7 separate regions of the Mus musculus genome follow, and regions 1, 3, 4, 5, 6 and 7 are each linked to region 2. A link is a contact called in public HiChIP or PLAC-seq and promoter capture Hi-C data. All regions are on one chromosome and are shown on one strand. Each heading gives the region's core, a stretch centred on a gene start, on an enhancer-like site or on the middle of the called end of the contact. The rest is flanking DNA. Distances are from core to core; before and after follow the strand shown. Region 1 holds the start of Tex26 (testis expressed 26). Region 2 holds the start of Hmgb1 (high mobility group box 1). Region 3 holds the start of Medag (mesenteric estrogen dependent adipogenesis). Region 4 overlaps Gm15997 (predicted gene 15997). Region 5 has its middle 5.0 kb from the start of 2210417A02Rik. Region 6 has its middle 5.3 kb from the start of Gm35704. Region 7 has its middle 11 kb from the start of 4930505K14Rik.

Region 1 (2,790 bases), core at 280-2,779, 390 kb after region 2:
CTTTCTTTTTTTTTTTTTAATTGCTATTTGATTTGCTGTCCTGAATTTTATAAAAACATTTTAAGTGAGTTTTGGCTTGGGATCAGGGCAGAACTTCCAAGTGTTTTTTGAAGTGGTCCTAAGCACATTTCTGACCTTTTGTGCCAGGCATTTATCCAAAATGGTCTTCCAAGTACTGGTGATTATAGGAACCAAAATATTGATGGATTCTGAAAAGCCCCGAAGATGGTCTCATATTCAGCATCTCCTATTCAGCCGAGATTTAATTATTTATGTAAGATAAACAGGTCATCTCATTAATATGCAACCTCAATAATATGACGTCTCATTAATATGCAAATTTGCTTCATATCTTTCATAGATGGTAAAATTGTATGCACAGCAATGAATTGCTTTTTAAAATAAAGCTCCTCATGGTTCATTATCAATAAACATGTGACCTGTGTATTTGTCTTATATACCTTATATACTCTAGCTGGCATAAAAATTTCTCAGGCACAGTGTGATCACAAGTGGAAAAAAATTAAAAGCCACACTCTAACATGTATAAGTGGGTAGGATCAGCCGGCCAGTGTACAGTAACAAAGTGGCATCCTATGATTGGTACTAGGAATATAGTTTGGGATTTTTTGTATTTATTAAAAATAAGGTCTGGTGTAACCCAGGCTGCCCCTGGACAAACTATGTAGTGGAGGATGACCCTGCTGCATCCATTATCCCTCTGGACTCTCCGTAATTAGCCTGTGCCCAATGTTTCCCTGAAGTAACTAGACACTAGCTTAGGATGCTCTGGGTTGACCTCACACAGACCTGATGCCGAAACTTTTACCTTTCCCTTATACCACATCTTTCTCATCCTTGAGTGTAGTCGCTGTGTCCTACAGATTTCCATGCCAACCTTGCCCAATTTTGCTTACATTGAAAATTATGAATGGACACAAATTTGCGGTTGGGCGTCTGTCTGTCTGCTTCTGGGTTTTTAATATTCGGGGTATTTAATATTTTGAGACAAGGCATCTCTTTCCAGGGTTGGGCTCCTGCCTTAGCCTCCTGAGTTCTCGGATCACCGGTGAGCACCAGTATACCAGGCTAAAATAAACTTTTTTTTTCCAGCCTTTTCCAGTTTGCTCGTATTTGCCAATACATAAAACAATGGCATAGTATTGCAAGGACCAGAGCAGTGTCTCTCCACCTTCCTAATGCTGCGACCCTTTAATATAGTTCCTCATGTGGTGGTGACCCCCCCCCCAACTACAAATTGTTTGGTGGCTACTTCATAACTGTAATGTTGCTACGGTTATGAATTGTAATGTATAATGGTAACATCTGTGTTTCCTGATGGTCTTAGGTGACCCCTGTGAAAAGTTCGTTCGACACCCCCCACCCCCAAGGAGTCGTAGTCCATAGGTTGAGAACTATTGGATTAGGGCACTCCATGAAAGTCAGGAATCAGCGTGATGCGCTCACCCTCTGGGTCCAGGGGCGGAGACTGAGGCGTCTCCATAGCGACGCTTCACAAAGGCACGCGCAGAGGGTGGGGCGCAGAGCGGAGTACTACTGCCTTGTCAGGGCGGGAAGGCGACCTTTTGGGACAAGATGGCCCGGTATAGGAACAAGGTTTCGTGCCCTGCTCAATGTGACCCCAAGCTCCAGTCAAGTAAGACTGCCCACGCTGCGGGTCTGCGGGGCGTGGTGTGCTGTGTGTGCGGTGGAGTTGTTTTAAATAAGGCAGTTTTTTTTTCCCCAAGGGCATCAATCGTGAGAGGTTTGCCTCGCTTTTAGAGATGGCAGGGAGGCGCAAGTGAGTCAGGGAGAAAGATCAGCTGTCCAAAATCACACTCCTGTCCAGCCCTTTATACTCCCCTCTCTAAAACTCTGGGGTGTCCCTTTAAATACTTAAGGAAACCCCTGAGGAGACATGATAAAGCCACAGCTAGTGTCCTTCCAAGGACAACAGAGCCGAAGACAAATGAACAGAACTGGGGACGTAATGGAGGGAGAGAAGGAGTCTGGCTGGTTCTTTAAGTCGCAAACAGCAAATTCAGTGGGGCGGGAGGGAGGGGAGGGGCGGGATCAGCCGGCCAGGGCTGCTCTGTCTGCAGACTGGGCTGGGAGCTGAGCCCTTTTCAAAGGCGCTCTGCCAGGTGACAGATGGAGAGCCTTGCTCTGTGGTTCTGCTTGCGGCGGCGGCAGCGGGTTTACCAGCTCAGCGTTTTGCGTTGGTGAAGAGACATCACCTCCCCTGGCTGTTAGTTGCGACTCGAGTAGCATTATTACTGAGTGCACAGTCAGCGTATCCATCCCTTCGGAGCAATAATGGCCGGCTGCAGCCGTCTAGCCGAGCTGGCTAAGGGGCTGTGAGGATTCTTTAGAATGATGCTCCTAAGAGAACAATGAAGTGGGTGTTTACATTCCAATCTAGTTCTCTGTAAACGAAGAGTGGAAAGCTGGAGTGTGTGTGTGAGGGGGGAGGGCGGGAAGGAGCGTATTCAGTTAAAAAAAATGTTAAATGTTTTCAGATTCTATAGGACGGCGAGGTCAGGAGATGGAGGAGGGAAAAGCTCCCAGGATCCCCAAGGGCACTCCTTAATTTCCATTTCCCTTTTTCTAAACACTCTGTCTGTCAGGTATTTTCCTAGGCCAGTAGTCTCCTTCCTTGTCTGGAACAGATAAGAGTTAGGATTCCTCCTCTTACGGAATTGATCACGTACCCCAGGACTTCCGGTGCTGCACAAACTGCCAGGGACTCTACTGTCTACACTCAGTACCCAATGCCAAATGTTCAGACTG
Region 2 (2,700 bases), core at 14-2,513:
CGCGGCCGCCAGGGCCGGGCGCACGGAATGGCCGCTGCGCGTCTTCCCCGCCTGCGCCGCCGCCGCGAGGGCGAGCGCGAGCGAGAATATGGCTCCTTCCCTTTGTGTGTGCGCGCGTGTGAGTGTGTGTGTGTGTGTATGTGTGTGTGAGTGTGCGAGGAGACCGAGGCGCGCGGCGGGCGGGCGGGGCGCTGGCGCACTCGCCATGGCGGCGGGGGAGGGGCGGGGGGCGCGCGGCTCCCCTCCCCCCGCGGCCCCCGCGCCGTCTCCCTCCGCGCGCCCCGCCGCCCCCGCACGGAGAACGCGGGGCCGGGGAGAGAGAGAGACTGAGAGAGAGAGAGAGGAGAGGAAGAGAGGGGAGCGAGAGGAGAGAGGGGGGGAAAAAAAAAAGTTGCCTCAGAACTGCTGCGCCCAGCTTCCCCCGCCCGCCCGCCCGCCTTGTTTTCTCTCCAGCCAGCAGCGCCCGGCCGAGTCAGCCATGTTCCAGCGAGCGCAGCGGCGCCGCTCCCCCCCACACGGCCGCCCCGCTCGCCCGCCGCCTCACCCGGCCCGAGCCGCCCCGCACGGCCGCCCCCGGCCCACCCGCGGCCGCCCTCGCCCGCAGCGGCGCCCCGCCCGCCGCCCCGCGCTCCCCGCCGCGGCCGCCCATACAGCGGGGAAGCGCCGCTGCCCGCCGGCTCGCTCGCTCCGCGCACGCCGCCTGCCCGAAACGCTCGGCCCTGGGGGCCACAAACACGTTTTGGGGAAAAAAAATTTTTTTTAAATAATCCGGAACACGAACACACACACAGGCAGACACAAAACAAAAAAAAAATTTTTTTTTTTTTGCGCCAGTGAAGCGCGGACGGCGCCGCGGGTGTGAAGTGGCGGCCGCCTGAGGCCCCGCGACTCGGCTCGGCTCCGCTCGGCGCGGCACGGCGCGGGGCAGCGTTCGCGGCAGCGGCCGGCGGAGCCTCGCTCCGTGCGCAGTTCCCCCCACGGTCCCCCCTCATTTGCCTTTGTGTGGAGCCTGACCCGCCGGCTCCGGGCCGCGGGGATCCGGCCGCCGCGCAGGCGACCAGGCTACCCGAGGCGCTCTCCCCGCCGCCGCGCCGCCCCGCACTCACCCTCCGCGAGGCACAGAGTCGCCCAGTGCCCGTCCGGCTCGCGCTTGCCCCGGCGCTGTCTCTATGGAGCTCAATGTACTGCAATGGCTGTGAGAGCGGGAGCCAGACGCAGCCTCCTCACTCTCTCCGCTCTGTAACATTACTCTCCAGCCAGCGCGCCTCCTATTGGCTACCGCCAACTCACCAGGCCCGTTCATTGGCCCGTTCCCTCCCATTGTCCTGACCAGAGCCCGCGCGCCATTGGCTGTCTGCGAGGACACGTCACCGAGGATTGAAACAGCGCGCAAATCTGAATGTGTGTGTGTGTGCCGGGCCGAGAGGCTGAGGCGGGAGAGGCAGCGGCAGAGGCAGCAGCTGCTACGGGAAAGCGGAGCTCTATGGTGTCTCTGTGCCTGCGCCTGCCCCGAGCCAGCCCCACGCCCGAGCCGCGGCGCGCGCGGCCAGGGCCCGGCTCCGCCGCAGCCACGGCTGCGTCCCCAGGCCCGGGCGCCTCCCCGCAGGCCCGCCCCCCCTCCCGCTCCACGCTCCCGCCCCGAGCCGTTGGGATGTGCGGCCCGTGCTTGGGGATGCCTCCCCGAGTGGGGTGACTGCTCGGGGGGGCCTGTGGCCCAAACACGGGGGCCTCTGCGGGCTCCGGGACGGCCGTGCTGCTGCAGCCCACCACAAGACACCCCTCCCCGGGACTGCCCGCCTAACGTGCCCACCCTGCCCAGAAGCCTAGTCTGCACCCGCCAGCAGGCGTCCAGTTGCACCCCTTCTTCTGGGTTTGCTCGGGTTTCCCCCAGTACTTCTCGAACTTTTTTTTTTTTTTTCCTTTTGGTGAGACACAAAGCACTGTTTTGAACTTCCCGGACACCAAAGCCTTATACCAGGGAATTAATGCACAGCCACTGGGGTTTGATACTGGCTGTTCTCAGAAAATGTTTGGGGGGGGGCCCAGCTAGAATTAGCAAGTTCTTTAAAGACCTCATTGCCCCACCCCCATACACACACATACACACACACACACACACACACACACACACACAGACGCTGTTTTCTGTGACTCGGTGTGGATTACTGTTAGAATCAAATGAATCTTTGTGATTGCTATCTTGCCTCCGATCACACCACTTAGTGCATACATGTACCTGCTCTAGGGTTACCAGACATTTAGGGCTACTGTTACCTGAGGGATTAGAAGCAGTCGGAGAGTGCTTGGGCCCAAACCCACAGGCCATGCTTTTTCCTGCTCTTCAAGTTGGCTGATCATTCTTAGGTATGCAGAGAAAAATAGCCAGGCTGGCTCTAAAGGCCACAGGCTTCCATCAATCTTTGATGAATCTAACAGCTCTTTCTTTCTGGTGAGCACAGCACCTCTCTTCACTTCAAAACAAATGTCCCCCATTTTTTTTTTTTAAAATCCTGGCTCCTATACACTTCTCAACTAAGAAACAAAGAATTCCTCCAAAATGCACTTGATCCAAGTCAAAACATCCAAGTCATAGATTCTGGGTTTCATTTCTATACCACTTCTGAGGCCCTATTATGTAATGGATTTGCTCGAATTTATTATCCTTACTGGAATAGGTTTAGATTATCTTTTCTGGCCAGT
Region 3 (2,700 bases), core at 133-2,632, 360 kb after region 2:
TCACTTATCCCAGCAACTCCATTTCTGAGAGGGGAGGGAGTGCAGAAAAGATGGAAAGTGTAATGGTGTGTTACCATAGTAAGAGAAAACAAAGTGATTTTAATGTTGCAGTAAAGGAAAGTCTAGACAAAGAAGAGTGCATTCCTTTGATGGAAAATAGCTTAGTGGTTTGAAATAGTTTACCAAGGCAGTGCTGTTTGAAACACAACGTGCTTCTTACCATCAAATGAAGCAAGCAGAATAAAAATTCTACAACACCTGGGGTGAGGGTGCTGGAGAGATGATGGTTCGGTGGTTATGAGGTGTGCATACATACATGCAAACACTCATACACACACACACACACACACACACACACACACACACACAAATAAAAATAACTTAAAACCTTCAAAAGTAAATGGCAAAAGTGAAATGTAGCAGAAATGCTTCTGTTTGAATCAATTAAACCCAGGCTCTATGGAGGCTCTCAGAGACAAACTGAAGATAGACTCTAAATTTTACCTCTCGGCGCTGCCTGGAGTCTCATGCCAGCTTACCGAGAGCAGAGACTCAGTCAATGTAATTGCTGGAACACATGCCTGCTCCTCTGTTAGACTACAAGTTGGATGATAACAGGGGTTGTGGTTATCCACCCACATTCTCAGGATTTAGCTTATTCTTCATCTTCTACTAGATAGGCTGGAAATAGTCATTTAATTAAATTGAAAGGAATAGTCTTTTCATCCCTCAGGAGACGTGTGAGCACGTAGCCAGAGCACTCAAATATTTATAAACTGAGCAAATTAACAGATTCTGGGACTAGGGCTGGGAAGGCCTGCTAGGGGACTTCCCGCTTGAATCCAAGCACAAAGCTGTCAAGGGGCCACCGGGCAGCGAAAAGCAAGAGGGTCAAGGTCTGGAGTGCACAGGGGATGCAGGAAAACCTTTTGGGAAAGTGGCAGGCCTTCATGGAAGGATGCTGGGTGGGAACCCGCTCCAGGAAGTGCTGAGAGAAGGAAAAGCTGGGTCATCTAGGTGGAGGTGGAGTGAGCTGCAGACAGATGAGGCATAGAATGGGGGATGTAGATACGGATGCAGCAACTCCCAGCCTAAGCTGACAGCCCCTGGGCCCCAGGTGGAGAAGTGGTCAGGAACGCTTTGTGGTACCTGAGGGATTAATCGGCGCTGAGCCAGGCCTGGGCATCTGTCGTGGGGAGGATGCTGCACCATGCAGTGTGGACCAGGCAGGGAGGGCCCCGCGCGGGGGCTGAGTGTCTGACCCGAGTGGGATGACTAAGTTAGTCTTGGCTGTGAGCAGGCGAGGTGGGAGCATGCCAAGTTATGAAACACTGATTGCTCTGCCGGAGCGGAGGAGCATCTGGGGTCCTGCCTGGGGGCCGGAGGGGCGTGCCTGGTGCCTGATAAAAGGGGCTGCGCAGCGCGGGGACCGCTTTCTCAGTGTCCTGCCTGCAGCGCTCCACAAGGGTGGGCAACCTTCAAGGTGACAAGAGGGCTCCTGAGCTACTTACTACTTGCACGCAGCCCAAGGTAGCTCGGGACAGACCACAGATTTACTCCTCCCACTTAGCGACCCTCAGGGTAGGAAGGGGACAGAGCCACAGCCTGAGTATGGCCACTGCAGCGTGCGAGCCTGTGGCCAGACCCAGCCTGACCTCCATTTCATCCGGGGAGCTGCGCAGTCTGTGGACGTGCGACTGCGAGCTGGCCCTGCTGCCCCTGTCGCAGCTGCTCCGCCTACAGCCTGGTGCCTTCCAACTGCGCGGTGAGCAGCTCCTGGTGCCCGGGCCCGGGGAACCCGCGGCCGCACGTGGGGGCTTCAACGTCTTCGGGGACGGCCTTGTGCGCCTAGAAGGGCAGCTCTATCGCCTCAGCAGCTACATCAAGAGGTAGGTGGCCACACCGTGTGCTCTAGCCTGGAGCAAATCCTCTATCTGGCTGCTGCCCTGTCTCTGGTAGACTGGGGACTGGAGATGGAGATAACCTACCTGCCACCCTACAGCCCGAACCCTCCTCCCCCCAGCCCCCAAGCAGGTAACTAGGGCGTTTTGCTGAGAATGTAGGGAGGATCGGGTGGGAAGCACACTCAGTCCCACCCAACAAGCTGGTGGCAAGTTTTTTCCATTCTGCCCTTAAACTAGGTCGGATGAGCTCAGTGTGCAGGCACAACCCTCAGGAGATGTCTTGGATGCGGATCCTCGCACCTAGCTTTAGTTATGAGCGAGAATAACTTTATGCAGCTGGAGCATGCAGATAGTTCATTTTCCCAGAGTAATTGCTCTCTCGGTGTTTCTTAAACCAAGCAACTATAGTGAAGAAGAAAAAGGGCCCCCAGAACCCCAGACCCCGTGTTGGCTCTTGGGTGAATAGACAGCTTGGGCAGAAATAAGGGCAAAGATAGCTTCGTGGTTTTTTGCAGAGCACTGTGAGACCCTGGCCTTTATCCAGTGGTCCTCAGGAGCTGTCGTGGCCAAGAGGACTCAGACGTCCATTGGTAGGCTTGAAGCTGGCAAGGATGTGGAAGCCAACTTTGATCTCAGCATTACCGGGTCACCTTGAAGGAATAGGGTACATGGCCCTCATCCATGTATAATAGGGTGCTCAGTGCCCCAGAACCAAGTGAGTCTGGAGTCTGAGCGATCCGCAGCCGGCCCGATTGTGAAGATACGATGTATTTATCACTGGGCTAGGGTGCAGCCA
Region 4 (2,700 bases), core at 162-2,661, 450 kb after region 2:
TAAAATCCTAGGGGAGGCACATAAAGTCCAGTAGACAGGGGCACAAGTCCCGGGACAGCCAATTCTTAGGTATTTGTTCTATTTGGTTGGTTGGTTGGTTAGTTGGTTGGTTGGTAAGCTGGTTGGTTGATTAGTTGGTTGGTTGGTTGGTTGGTTGGTTGGTTAGTTAGTTGGTTGTTTAGTTGGTTGGTTGGTTTTGTTTTCTTAAACAGATCTTGCCTCAAGTGTATTAGTAAAAACAGCATAGGATGCTGGTCATCTGAAAATAGTGTGAGGTATGCCCACCACACCAGTCCATCTCTCTTTACATTGGCAGGTAGAACCCTTTTTCTATAGGGCCTTTACAGGGTTCTGGGCACACTGAGAACCTGAGCTGAAGCTAAAGCCTCTGCCGTGCTATGAACCTTGGACTTTGGTTGGTAGAGCCTATGGCCCTTACCATATAGCTTTGAATCCACTTCCCAAGCTTGGGGTGAGTGATGAAAGTGAGCCAGCTGGGTTTGCGACTGGGGCCCTTTGGCATCTTGGGCTTGACGGCCTTAGGCTTCACCAGGGCCTTGATGGCCTCTGTGGTATGCTCACTCCGTTTGCATTGCTGGCCTGCATCTTCTTCAGGCCTTTCTTGTTCTGAGACAGGGTTTCTCTGTGTAGCCCTGGCTGTCCTGGAACTCACTCTGTAGTCCAAGCTGGCGTTGAACTCAGAGATCCACCTGCCTCTGCCTCCCGAGTGCTGGGGTTAAGGGCGTGCACCACCGCCACCACCCGGCAGTGACTGAGGTTTCTTGATGCCATTTCTGTGCCAGTTTTTTGATTATTTGTGTGGTGTAGCTCTTGTGCAGACTTAGGCGTGTCTACACGGTAACCTGTGGCTCCCACAGTGCCTGGGACCAGAAGATAATGAGCAAGCATTGTTCTTAAGTGAGTCACTGTGCTCTTCCACGGTTGAGACTTTTGATTTATAAAATGAGATTAAATTATAATCCTGGTGAGAATTGAGGTGAAGGCCCACATCGTGAGGGTCAGGCATGGTACATGGCTAGAAACAACTGCCACCATTGTTGAGGTGCCCACTTCACTCCCAGACCACCTTTAGAGGAAGAGGGAAGACATAGGAAGAAAGGCAGACAGCTGGCAACAGAGCACCAGGCCCAGCTGAGAGTACCCTGCAGTAACAGCTCCCCAAGTGTGTGCTAATAATTCTAGTAATGCCCGAAAGAAGAGTTTTATACATTCCCTGGTGAAGAGAATTTCTGAAAACCAAAATGACAGAGGGCCTGACCAGTTGTCCCTTGCTCTCCAGGACAGTTTCTGCACATACCTGCAGCTGGAGTACTCGGAGCAAGCCAAGGCGGCAGCTCGGCAAGCGGAGGCCTCTCTCCTGCTGCCTGCCATTCAGCAGAGGCTGACATATGGGAGACCCGTGCTGCGCATTCTCCCTCTGCCCGATGACACCTTAATCACCCTCCGAGAAGACGGAACTATTTATTTCTGGTCCCTGCAGCTGAAGTTGAAAAGAAAGAAGCCGATTTTTGTATGTGATTTTCATTTGATAAGGATGCTGAGTGCCACGGTTTGATTTTATTTGCTATTTTAAACTGCTCCTTAAGTGGCGTGATTACATAAATTGTGCCCTTGAATATAATATATCCGCGGCAGATTCTGCGAGTCTAGGGGATGTGAATAAAATGCAAGCCCCACGAGGAGCCCGAGATAAATGCTTCTTTTTCGCTTCTAAATTCAGATGAAGTGATGAATTACGCAGGCTTCTTCAGTCATGTAATTTATCATGTGTCTTACTGAATGACAGATGGAACGGGATCCCCACCCCCTCCATGGTTGTGTCCGGGAGGCGGTTCTGCTAAGGTTTTCCATCAGAATCACTAATCAGAAACTCAGAAGCCAGCATGCATTTGGGAAGTGTTATTAGGAGAAAGAATGTCCAGCCCGTTTCTGCCCACCCCCTACCCATCTCATTCAACAAACATTTGAGCTCCTGTGGTAAAACAGGCTCTGTGCTGGGTGCTGAAGACAGAACGAGGACAGAACGTGCAGGCTCTGCCCCCAGGGAGCTTAGAACTAGAAGTTACAACTAAACTTCTCAGCCCCTTCTAGGGGAGAGCATTGAATTAGCTCTTCTAATGTACCAAGTTCCTCCCCTTGAAAGAAAAAATCAATTAAAGAAAACTATGGGGGTTGGAGAGATGACTCTGTGGTTAAGAGCACTGACAGCTCCTCTGGAGGACCTGAGTTCCATTCCCAGCACCCACATGGTGGCTCACAACCATTTGTATCTCTGAGGGGACCAGATGCCCTCTTCTGGCATCTGAGCCCCCCAAACACGCATGTAGTGCCCGTACATATATACATGCAGACCAACACTCATGCACGTGAGACAAAAGTAGACTCTTTTCAGTAAAAATGAAATAAGTTTAAATTAAATAAATATAGGTTTTTAAAGGCATATACATTTGTTTATTTTCACCTCTCAATTCTGTAGGGCAAGTCCACCAGCCGGAAGTCCCGCTGGGTGACAGACATTGTCAGCATGCCACAGTACAACAAAGTAATCGTTGGAACTGGGTAAGTACGCAAGCAAAAAGTGAGCAGTCGTGGTGTGAAGAGATGCAGCTCCGTGCCTGGGGTCACACAAGCACACACATTTGCAGTGTGAGGCCAGCGTTGGAGTCTTAAAGCATTAGA
Region 5 (2,700 bases), core at 196-2,695, 310 kb before region 2:
CGGAGAGGCAGGAGGATCGAAAGTTCAAGTCCAGTCAGTGTCTGTCTCAAATGTCCCCAAGGTCTGAGGGTAGAGCTCAGCATTAGGGTGCAGGTGGCAAGGCTCTGGGAACTGTGAATTTAAGAAAGGTTCACTCGTCTTCTTCGGGTATTGTTCTAGGTAGCTTTCTACTTCTGTGATCAAACCCTGACCTAAAGCAACTAGGGAGAAGAAATGGTTTCTATCGTCTCTCTGACTACAGTCTATCATCAAGGGAGCCAGGGCTTTAATGAGCTCAAGGCTGGAACTGGAGCAGAACATGGGAGCAAGGGTGCTTGCTAGCTTACTTGCTTTCTGCCTTGTGTTTTCATACTTATAAGTCCAGGCCCACCTGCCTAGGGATGGAACCGCCCACAGTGGGCTGTACTCTCCTCCACTGATTAGTAATCAAGAAAATGCCCCACAGCCAGGGCGACAGGCCAATCTGATAGAGGCAAGTCCTCACCTGAGGTTTCCTCTTCTCAGGCGTGCCGAGTTGATACCAAGTACTAAGAAAGAAAATAAATTAGAGTTGCCTATAAATGTTTAAGAATGTGAGATGGGAAAATATCATTTTCTTCCATCCATCTTAGGTTCATTACTTGAAAACCAGGGAAACAACTACAACAAAACGGCTTTCTTCCACACATAGAGTCTTCAGCAAGCTATGAGTTAAACTGATAGATTGATAAGACAGATTATAGGGAAAAGGCCATATTTGATGACGCAAATAGACACCAGAGTTCTTCCTCCTGCAAACACAAACTTTGGGAAGGATCGGATACCTAAAGCTTCTATAGAGTTCCAGGGAGAAATAGAGGCTCAGTTTCAGGAACTGGAAGAGCAGAAGTGTCTCCTTACACAGACTGGTGTCTTTCAAATGATAGCGTTGTCTAGAGCCATCTGCCTCTATACTTCAGGAGTATGGCTTCTTTATGGGTGCAAATTCCTTTTACAGAGCATGTCTCAGAGCTCCTCAGAATACCCAGCTCAAAATATGGCAGAAAAGCCTGGCATGGTGTGTCCCGGTCCTTCGAGCCAGAGGCAGGAACAGGAACGACTCGGACACCAAGGCGGGTTCACACATCAAAGTCTTTACTTGTGGCTTTTTCTTTTACAGCTCTTTTCCCCAGCAGCCTCCTCTTCCTCCGTCCTTCTCGCAGCAAGGGGCTAAACTCCTTCTACTTAGAGCAAGGCTATATTCCTAACTCCAGGCAACAACATCTTCTCTTACTACTACTTCTACTCACGCTTCGGCTAAAACTATACTCCTTCTTCTACTGGAGTAGACTGACCTCATCTAGCTCCACCCCACCTCATCCAATCAGAATTCACACATGCTCCAGGCACAGGCTCAGGTCGTTCACAGATTGGCTGACAGGTCTGGATCACGAGGAACAGTCCAGCCTGGCAGGCAGCCCACACATGCAGCCTCACTGCGCATGCTCAGGCAAGGCAGTAAACAACTTGGTCCTTGCAGCCGCACTGCTTCCCACAATAGTGGCTCTGCCTTTTATCCCAGCACTTGGGAGGCAGAGGCAGGCAGATATCTGTGAGTTCAAGGACAAGCCTGGTCTGAAGAGTGAGTTTCTGGACAGCCAGGGCTACACAGAGATAACCTTGTGTCAAAAAGTAAAAAGGAGGAGGAGGAGGAGGAGGAGGAGGAAGAGAAAGGGATATTTGGGGGGGCACTTTTCCCTGGCTCCTACAGTGAAGTTTTAGGGTAACTGGGTTTGTACCCCAACAGAAATCATCACAAGAGACAGGTTAACATAGAGGAGTAGATATTTCTTTCTTTCCTCTTGCCTAGGTTCTGGCCAAGGTCCTAGCACTAAGAGACGAACATCCTTGATATAAAGTCACAGCTCTGTTTTAGGAAAACAGTTTAGGGAGCATTGGAATAGCTCAGTGGGTGAAGAAAGGCACTTGCTGCCAAGCCTGACGCCCAGAGTTCATTTGTCAGAATGAATGTGACAGAAGGGAGAGAAAAGACTCTCACCAGTTGTTCCCTGGTCTCCATGTGTGTATCACAGCACACACGCACATTCACAAAATATATAATAGGATTTTTATTTTTTATTTTATTTATTTATTTTTTTTAAGAAAAGGTTATGTTTTTATTCAAATAGGAAAACAGGAAGCCAGAGGGGGAGCCCCAGGCTGGGGTAAATAATGGCTACCCCTCCCACACAGAGCAAGTGGAAAAGGCCCCTACACACTCTTTCCTGTCGGTGTGGGTCTCCTCCTCGCTGCTGCACCACCCAAGGGGCAGGGTGCCATCTTCCCTGGGGTAGAGTGGTTGGTAGCCTGCTGCACCCCAGACTCTCCTCCCCTAGAGCTGTGGTCCTCAACCTTCCTAATGCTGTGACCCTTTAATCCAGCTCTTCTGGTTGTAGTAACCCCCAAGCATAACATTATTTTTGTTCCGATTTCATTACAGTACTTTTGCTTCTGTTAACAATTACAATGTAAATATCTGTTTTCTGATGGTCTTAGGCAACCCCGGTAAAAGGGTCATTCAAACCCTGGGGGGCGGGGGGTCGACCCATAGGTTGAGAACCACCACCCTAGCATGTCTTGAGGAGGTTGAATGGTTGGTGCTGGCAGCAGCAGCAATGGTGAGTGTCTAAGTGTGCACACGGAACAAAGGCCAATGCGACTGTCCAGAGGCGGTTTGTGAAC
Region 6 (2,708 bases), core at 157-2,656, 300 kb after region 2:
ATTGGTGGGGCTTCGGAAGAGTGTTTGTCCGCCTGACCCCCCAAGCCCTGTGATCCCAATTACCCTTGCTCAACCCTCTTCACACAACTATGGGCTGAGACATCCAGTAGTGTGTGCCCAAACAAACCTTTCTTCCTTTTCAACTTGTTTCCCTTGGGTATTTTGTCACAGTAGTGGAAAGTAATTAACAAAGGGACTCTAGACTGATACCTGGTCAGGTTCTTGTGCACGCCAGGGCCGAGAGTCTGTAAAAATAGTTACTTGAATCTGTTGAAGGTCAACTATGTTTCTTCATGTACAGAGGTCCCGGCAGACAGTAGCACAGAGAAAGAGAGGTGTCACCCAGAGGGGACCTTGGTGGGGTGGACAAGGTACATGGGGACAGATCTTGCTATAACTCAAGTGTCTGGGGAGGGACACAGGGACTGTCTCTCCCCATCCCCCGTGGCAGTGACAATGTTTTGGTGATGGTGAATGGCAGTGGAGATGAATCTAGAGCTATGGTACCTTCCCCACTGGAAATGAGGTGAGGGAGGGCGTACTCTCCGATTGTGTAAATACAAGGCTGGGCCCTTTCTTTTTCTAGTCTTCTCTGATTGTGGGTTTTTTTGCATTACTTTTGACTTGCATAAAAACGTTCTTTCTCATTATTGGGTTTTCTTTTAAGTTTTGTGGGGAGAGCTGGCTCACCGGGATCCTGGACTAGTCTAGCAGGGGTACCCATCCTTTTGACATTGCAACATGGTCCTTGACATTTGTAAATAAGGTTGAGCGGCATTCACAGCTATCATGGGCCAGCTGGTGCGAGCCTCTACGGCTGGGAACGCCCATTAGTGGAGGGACTTTGTATTTAGTTTGGTTCTGTTGGGAATAGTTCTAGTGATGGGAGCAGGGATGGTTTGGGGCAGATTCACAGCCTTAGCTGAACCTCAGTTTCTTTATCCGTGGATTGTAATTCGTAGTTGGTTATAGCAGTTGTCGGAGGGCGTATACCAAACAAGACACAGGCACCAGACGTGGCAGGGCCCAGCTAGCAGGACTTCCCTGAAAGGATGCTTCAGGGAAGGTCCCAGGCACTGGAGACTTGAAAGGTGTGGTGGGGCGGGAGGGGACAGGGTGCTTGCTCTTTTGTTCCACTGGGTGGCTAGATGGCAGATGGCTTTGCCTCTCCTGGTGGCGAGGTGTGAGCGAACCTTGGCAGGCAGTACCCCTCCAGGCCCTCTTTCTATCCAAACCCCGCCCCCAGCCCCTCCAGGGGCTCCTGTGACACCATTGCCTGACTCAAAAAGCCACTGGGTCCAAGACCCGCCAGCACACAGACGGCCCCTTTGTCTCCCAGCCACACCTGACTGCTGCAGAGACAAGGCGTTGACGGGAGCTGCTGGCACTTGGCCAGGGCACTTTCAGTAGGGCCATTAGTCATGCCTCTTCCAGAAACCGCCTCATCCAGCAGCCATCAGTCTCTTGGCCCTGGGAGGCCTGGGCGGGTGTTTTTCATTTCCTCTCCGTGTTGATTTTTAAACAACAGCTGCCTTTTGGTTCCAGGGACCCTCCGGGTCAGTCCTGGGCCAAGTAGTCTATACTAGCCCAACAGGACTAAATGCCAGCCTCCACCGGTGGGAGCTGTGGGTCAGAGGGGTCCCCCCAGGAAGCCAAGGGCTCTCACCAGTCGGAGTCCCTGGGCAGCTTTTGTGTTCTGTCCTAGAGGCCTGTGTCAACCGTGGGCTCTGGGAGGTCTTTAGGATTCAGGCTATTCTTTGCTACCGGTTTTAGAAATGTAGGGAGCTCTGTAGAGGGAGGGGACCCCCATGGAAAAGATATGCAAGCAGCCAGAGTGCTTGTCTCAGTGTCCAGCACCAGTAGCCCCCAGAAGCCCAAAAACAGGGGGTTTGGAGAATGGCCTTTGCACTGGAAGGATCTCCAACTGGGGCTTTTATGTTAAGAGAGTCTTGGTACATGGAGCTCTTTATATTAGGGGAATCTTTACGAGTAGTCCTTGTTGGTAGGTGTACTGGCTGGTTTTGTGTGTCAACTTGACACAGCTGGAGTTACCACAGAGAAAGGAGCCTCAGGTGAGGAAATGCCTCCATGAGATCCAGCTGTAAGGCATTTTCTCAACTAGTGATCAAGGTGGGAGGACCCATGGTGGGTGGTGCCATCCCTGGGCTGGTAGTCTTGGTTCTATAAGTGAGCAAGCTGAGAAAGCCAGGGGAAGTAAGCCAGTAAGTGCCATCCCTCCATGGCCTCTGCATCAGCTCCTGCTTCCTGACCTGCTTGAGTTCCTTTGGGGATGAACAGCAGTGTGGAAGTGTAAGCTGAATAAACCCTTTCCTCCCCAACTTACTTCTTGGTCCTGATGTTTTGTGCACCTAAGACAGTAGGTAATCCCTAGAAAGGTGGCACTTTGGTATGAGGGCTACCATTGAGGGTCCCTAACTTCCTGGCATTGAGGAGCCCCTAGCATTGGGGAGGTCCCTGGCCCTGGGGAATCCCTGACAGTCTAAAGCTGGATTGTTGGTACAACCAAACATGAGAGATGTGTTAGAGTGTGTGCTCCCATGATCCCAGGCCTGCAGTGGTTCACAATCTTATTGTTTAGTTGGTCATAGCCAGGCGGCCTGTGAGGAAGGAAGGTGACTGTTCCCTCTGTGTGTGCACGTTAACCACCAGTGCCTTGCCTATCCATATCCTTTTCCTTTGCCATGGTA
Region 7 (2,700 bases), core at 111-2,610, 260 kb before region 2:
GTCTCCTGTCCTTTCCCATAGAGCGCCACCATAGCCCAGCCTCTCTGTCCTCTTCCTGAACCAAGAAGCATCCGGCTAGAGGGGCAAGACTGGGGAAGGTGACGTAAGACAAGATGCAAAGCCTTCTGGGACAGGCAGGTGCGGCCCGAAGCACTTGAGTCTCATTTCCCTCCAAAGTTACTGTTTCATACTACACTTGTGTTAATCCATGGTACTTTGCCTCAGAGAGACCATGTGTCTGCATAGGGAACCCCAGCTTCGAACTGCGGGCTACACATGCATGCTCCGCGTGGGAAAGCAGAATGCTAGAATGGCTGAGGGTTCCCATGGACACTTCGTCAATGAAACCTCTCGGGCAGTGTAAGGCCACAAGCCCTACCACCACTATCAGAAACACTGTGTATCAACCCGGAAACACACCCTTTCCCACACACATGGAGCTAGCCCAACTCTCTTCAGACACACCATGGTTACCGTGTTTGCAACCCTCCCCTGCCTCTATTCAATTTTCACTGGGGCCACTGTGTATGGGCAAATCTCTGGACGACTCTGTTACGTCATCATCCATTGGGTGCCGGGACTCGAACGCAGAACCATGAGCACACGCTCAGCATGAGTTGCACACTCCACACTCTTCACTGCCGTCACCACAGTTCCCTTTAAATGGAAGAGCTAGCCTTCAGCGGAGGCCAGGTCCCCTCCCGTTAGCCTGCCCACCCCACAGCTCCTTCCTTGGCTGCTTTTCTGGGTCAAAGCTTAGGCGCTGATACAGAGCAAAGCAACCTCCAGAGAGACAAGGCTGGCAAGGTGCTGTGATGTGAGACTCCCTCCTCCGCAGCAGAGGACTGACCCATAACCGTAACCGGACTGCCTCTTCCTCCCAGCCAACTTCTCCAACCTGGCCTCCAATAGCAATCTAATCAACAATCCAAACTCAATTCCAGAAGTGTCAAACTAAGACCCCCCACACACAAGAATCAATTAACATAAGGCAAGGCAGGGCAACCCCCATGCCCCAGCTCTCCCTCCTGTCTCCTTAAAACTTCAACAAACCCCTCCTCCCCCACCTCCCCCCATCCCAGCCTGCAATAGTACCAAAAGCAGATTGTGAGCCGGGAACCCCTGACACTGAGGCTGGAAGCTGTAATTACCCAGTGTATAATTTGGTTGCTAAATGGATTGTTTACAAAGGTGTGCATGATGAAATCACAGGCCTGACAGAAATGAGGCGGGCTGGAAGGGAGGAAGGGAGGGAAGGAGGGAGGGAGGGAGGCAATCATTAATGTTCCCCCTCCCTCCAGGCTGCCACCTGCCAACTGTGGCTGCTACCACCACTAGCTCCCTGACCTCACTGAGTCACCAGGGCCTCGTGTTCCATGACGTGGGGAAATACCTGGCCTCGCTCCCTCCCTCAGGTTCCATCTGGTAATGATTCCCCGGGAAGGCAGGCTTACCTCAGCATAGCAAGCTGACAAATGGAGTTCAGTTGTTACAGGCCCCTAGGGTTAGCCCAGGAGGAAAATGAGCCCAGCGGAAGCCCTGGAAGACCCGTGGGCCAGAAGAGGAGATCGAGGTCCCAGGGCTAATTCCACCTTCCATGACTAGGGAGCTGCCCTGGAAATCGAGCTGCCTCATGCTCTTTCCTCTGTGGGAATAATAAAAAACAGGGCCCCACCAGAGTACCGAGCATAAAGGAATGGGAAGAGGGTCAGCCATCCTCAGTAGAGTCCCCAGGATGTCAGCTCAGACTTCCCGAGGTAAGAGACATGACTGCTCAAAAGCAAGATGACATTTGAGTCTGGAGAAGATGGCTCAGCGGTTAAGAGCACTGACTGCTCTTCCAGAAGAGCACCCACATGGTGGCTCACAGCCACTGTAATTCCAGTTCCAGGAGGTCTAAGGCCCTCCCCTGGCCTCCACAGGCATTGCATGCACACATACAGTGCATAGACATGTGTGTGCAGGCAAAGCACCCGTCTACATAAGATAAGAAGTTTTTTTTTTTTTCAAGGTAACATTTGCTAGGACCGAGGAATGGTGGCCCACATGGGAACCGGGGGAAAGATGTAGTTGCAAACTGAACAGTGAGCTAACTGCAAAAAGGTGGAGAGGTCAGATAGTATCAAAACCAAGCCAAATGTCATTTTAGAACAACGAAAAGAAATGATCATAATCTATATACACTTATATTAGGGGGCTATAAGGATAAAGAGCCAAGAAATCACAAATAAATGAACATGTCAGGCATCTTCATTAGGGTTTTGTTACTATGAAGAGAGAGAGACCATGACTTTTGTAAGGGACACCATTTGATTGAGGCTGGCTTACAGGTTCAGAGGTTCAGTACATTATCATCAAGGCAGGAACATGGCAGCATCCAGGCAGGCATGGTGCAGGCGGAGCTGAGAGTTCTACATCTTGTTCTAAGGACAAGCAGCAGACGACTCCCTTCCGGGCAGCTAGGAGGGGGATCTCCAAGTTCACCCCCACACAGTGACACACTTCCTCCAACGAGGCCACACCTCCTAATAGTGCCACTCCCTGGGCCAATGACCCACCACAGTAAATGACCGAGTGTGGTGGGGCTCGCCTTCAGTCCCAGCACTCTGGAGGCAGAGGCAGGGGTCTCCATGAGTTCAAGGCCAGCCTGAGCTATATATTGAGTTCCAGGCTATCTGGGGCTACATAGTGAGACCTTGT

Evidence for each region. Promoter capture Hi-C pulls out the DNA fragments that hold promoters and counts their contacts. HiChIP or PLAC-seq counts read pairs in DNA pulled down with a chosen protein or histone mark. Capture Hi-C pulls out chosen DNA fragments and counts their contacts.
Region 1: a contact with region 2 is called in an H3K4me3 HiChIP or PLAC-seq map of forebrain, with 6 times the contacts expected there. The contact joins the promoter of Tex26 here to the promoter of Hmgb1 in region 2. A contact is called at or near these places in 8 of 39 promoter capture datasets (the 3T3-L1 cell line, the HPC-7 cell line, cranial neural crest and 4 more), 1 of 15 datasets of contacts at CTCF or cohesin (the NIH/3T3 cell line), 1 of 484 Hi-C or Micro-C datasets (embryonic fibroblasts), 11 of 115 datasets of contacts at active chromatin or transcription factors (the SCID.adh cell line, craniofacial prominence, embryonic basal ganglia and 8 more) and 1 of 9 other capture datasets (adipose tissue).
Region 3: a contact with region 2 is called in a promoter capture Hi-C map of adipose tissue. The contact joins the promoter of Medag here to the promoter of Hmgb1 in region 2. A contact is called at or near these places in 8 of 39 promoter capture datasets (the 3T3-L1 cell line, 3T3-L1-derived adipocytes, the HPC-7 cell line and 5 more), 6 of 484 Hi-C or Micro-C datasets (differentiating embryonic stem cells, double positive thymocytes, embryonic fibroblasts and 1 more), 9 of 115 datasets of contacts at active chromatin or transcription factors (the SCID.adh cell line, craniofacial prominence, embryonic basal ganglia and 5 more) and 2 of 9 other capture datasets (adipose tissue and embryonic stem cells).
Region 4: an H3K4me3 HiChIP or PLAC-seq map of embryonic forebrain shows a contact between it and region 2, with 6 times the contacts expected there. The contact joins the enhancer-like site here to the promoter of Hmgb1 in region 2. A contact is called at or near these places in 4 of 39 promoter capture datasets (the SN4741 cell line, cranial neural crest, embryonic stem cells and 1 more), 4 of 484 Hi-C or Micro-C datasets (embryonic fibroblasts, nephron progenitors, stem cell-derived neural stem cells and 1 more) and 9 of 115 datasets of contacts at active chromatin or transcription factors (craniofacial prominence, embryonic basal ganglia, embryonic forebrain and 6 more).
Region 5: a contact with region 2 is called in a promoter capture Hi-C map of liver, with 7 times the contacts expected there. The contact joins the enhancer-like site here to the promoter of Hmgb1 in region 2. A contact is called at or near these places in 6 of 39 promoter capture datasets (embryonic stem cells, hippocampal neurons, liver and 2 more).
Region 6: a contact with region 2 is called in an H3K4me3 HiChIP or PLAC-seq map of craniofacial prominence, with 4 times the contacts expected there. The contact joins the enhancer-like site here to the promoter of Hmgb1 in region 2. A contact is called at or near these places in 15 of 39 promoter capture datasets (the 3T3-L1 cell line, 3T3-L1-derived adipocytes, the C10 cell line and 12 more), 1 of 15 datasets of contacts at CTCF or cohesin (embryonic stem cells), 8 of 484 Hi-C or Micro-C datasets (the G1E-ER4 cell line, bone marrow-derived macrophages, embryonic fibroblasts and 4 more), 21 of 115 datasets of contacts at active chromatin or transcription factors (the 230-238 cell line, the SCID.adh cell line, a beta-TC-6 cell line and 16 more) and 3 of 9 other capture datasets (adipose tissue, macrophages and pancreatic islet).
Region 7: a contact with region 2 is called in a promoter capture Hi-C map of liver, with 2.0 times the contacts expected there. The contact joins the enhancer-like site here to the promoter of Hmgb1 in region 2. A contact is called at or near these places in 8 of 39 promoter capture datasets (3T3-L1-derived adipocytes, the C10 cell line, the HPC-7 cell line and 4 more), 1 of 115 datasets of contacts at active chromatin or transcription factors (pancreatic cancer cells) and 1 of 9 other capture datasets (adipose tissue).

Annotation. Positions count from the first base shown.
Region 1 is chr5:149,438,131-149,440,920 of GRCm38.p6, forward strand. It overlaps Tex26 (testis expressed 26), which reads left to right and starts at 1,530. Exons shown (of 7, transcript NM_029464.2): 1 at 1,530-1,657. The coding sequence starts at 1,597.
Region 2 is chr5:149,051,794-149,054,493 of GRCm38.p6, forward strand. It overlaps Hmgb1 (high mobility group box 1), which reads right to left and starts at 1,264. Exons shown (of 5, transcript NM_010439.4): 1 at 1,107-1,264.
Region 3 is chr5:149,410,367-149,413,066 of GRCm38.p6, forward strand. It overlaps Medag (mesenteric estrogen dependent adipogenesis), which reads left to right and starts at 1,383. Exons shown (of 5, transcript NM_027519.4): 1 at 1,383-1,889. The coding sequence starts at 1,612.
Region 4 is chr5:149,502,205-149,504,904 of GRCm38.p6, forward strand. Gm15997 (predicted gene 15997) reads right to left here. Exons shown (of 5, transcript NR_045423.1): 2 at 1,319-1,501. It also overlaps a transcript of Wdr95 not described here. Among named protein-coding and RNA genes, the nearest start is that of Wdr95, 25 kb to the right of the region's middle. Within about 2 kb of position 1,412, at least 25 of the 459 cell types and tissues checked have an H3K27ac peak or open chromatin away from gene starts, as enhancers often do. A contact at or near this core is called in embryonic basal ganglia, embryonic forebrain and forebrain, where this site is marked.
Region 5 is chr5:148,745,531-148,748,230 of GRCm38.p6, forward strand. No RefSeq gene overlaps it. Among named protein-coding and RNA genes, the nearest start is that of 2210417A02Rik, 5.0 kb to the left of the region's middle. Within about 2 kb of position 1,446, at least 23 of the 459 cell types and tissues checked have an H3K27ac peak or open chromatin away from gene starts, as enhancers often do. A contact at or near this core is called in embryonic stem cells and liver, where this site is marked.
Region 6 is chr5:149,351,950-149,354,657 of GRCm38.p6, forward strand. No RefSeq gene overlaps it. Among named protein-coding and RNA genes, the nearest start is that of Gm35704, 5.3 kb to the left of the region's middle. RefSeq lists an enhancer at 210-2,418. Within about 2 kb of position 1,407, at least 153 of the 459 cell types and tissues checked have an H3K27ac peak or open chromatin away from gene starts, as enhancers often do. A contact at or near this core is called in the G1E-ER4 cell line, the SN4741 cell line, craniofacial prominence and 7 more, where this site is marked.
Region 7 is chr5:148,788,086-148,790,785 of GRCm38.p6, forward strand. No RefSeq gene overlaps it. Among named protein-coding and RNA genes, the nearest start is that of 4930505K14Rik, 11 kb to the left of the region's middle. Within about 2 kb of position 1,361, at least 76 of the 459 cell types and tissues checked have an H3K27ac peak or open chromatin away from gene starts, as enhancers often do. A contact at or near this core is called in liver and pancreatic cancer cells, where this site is marked.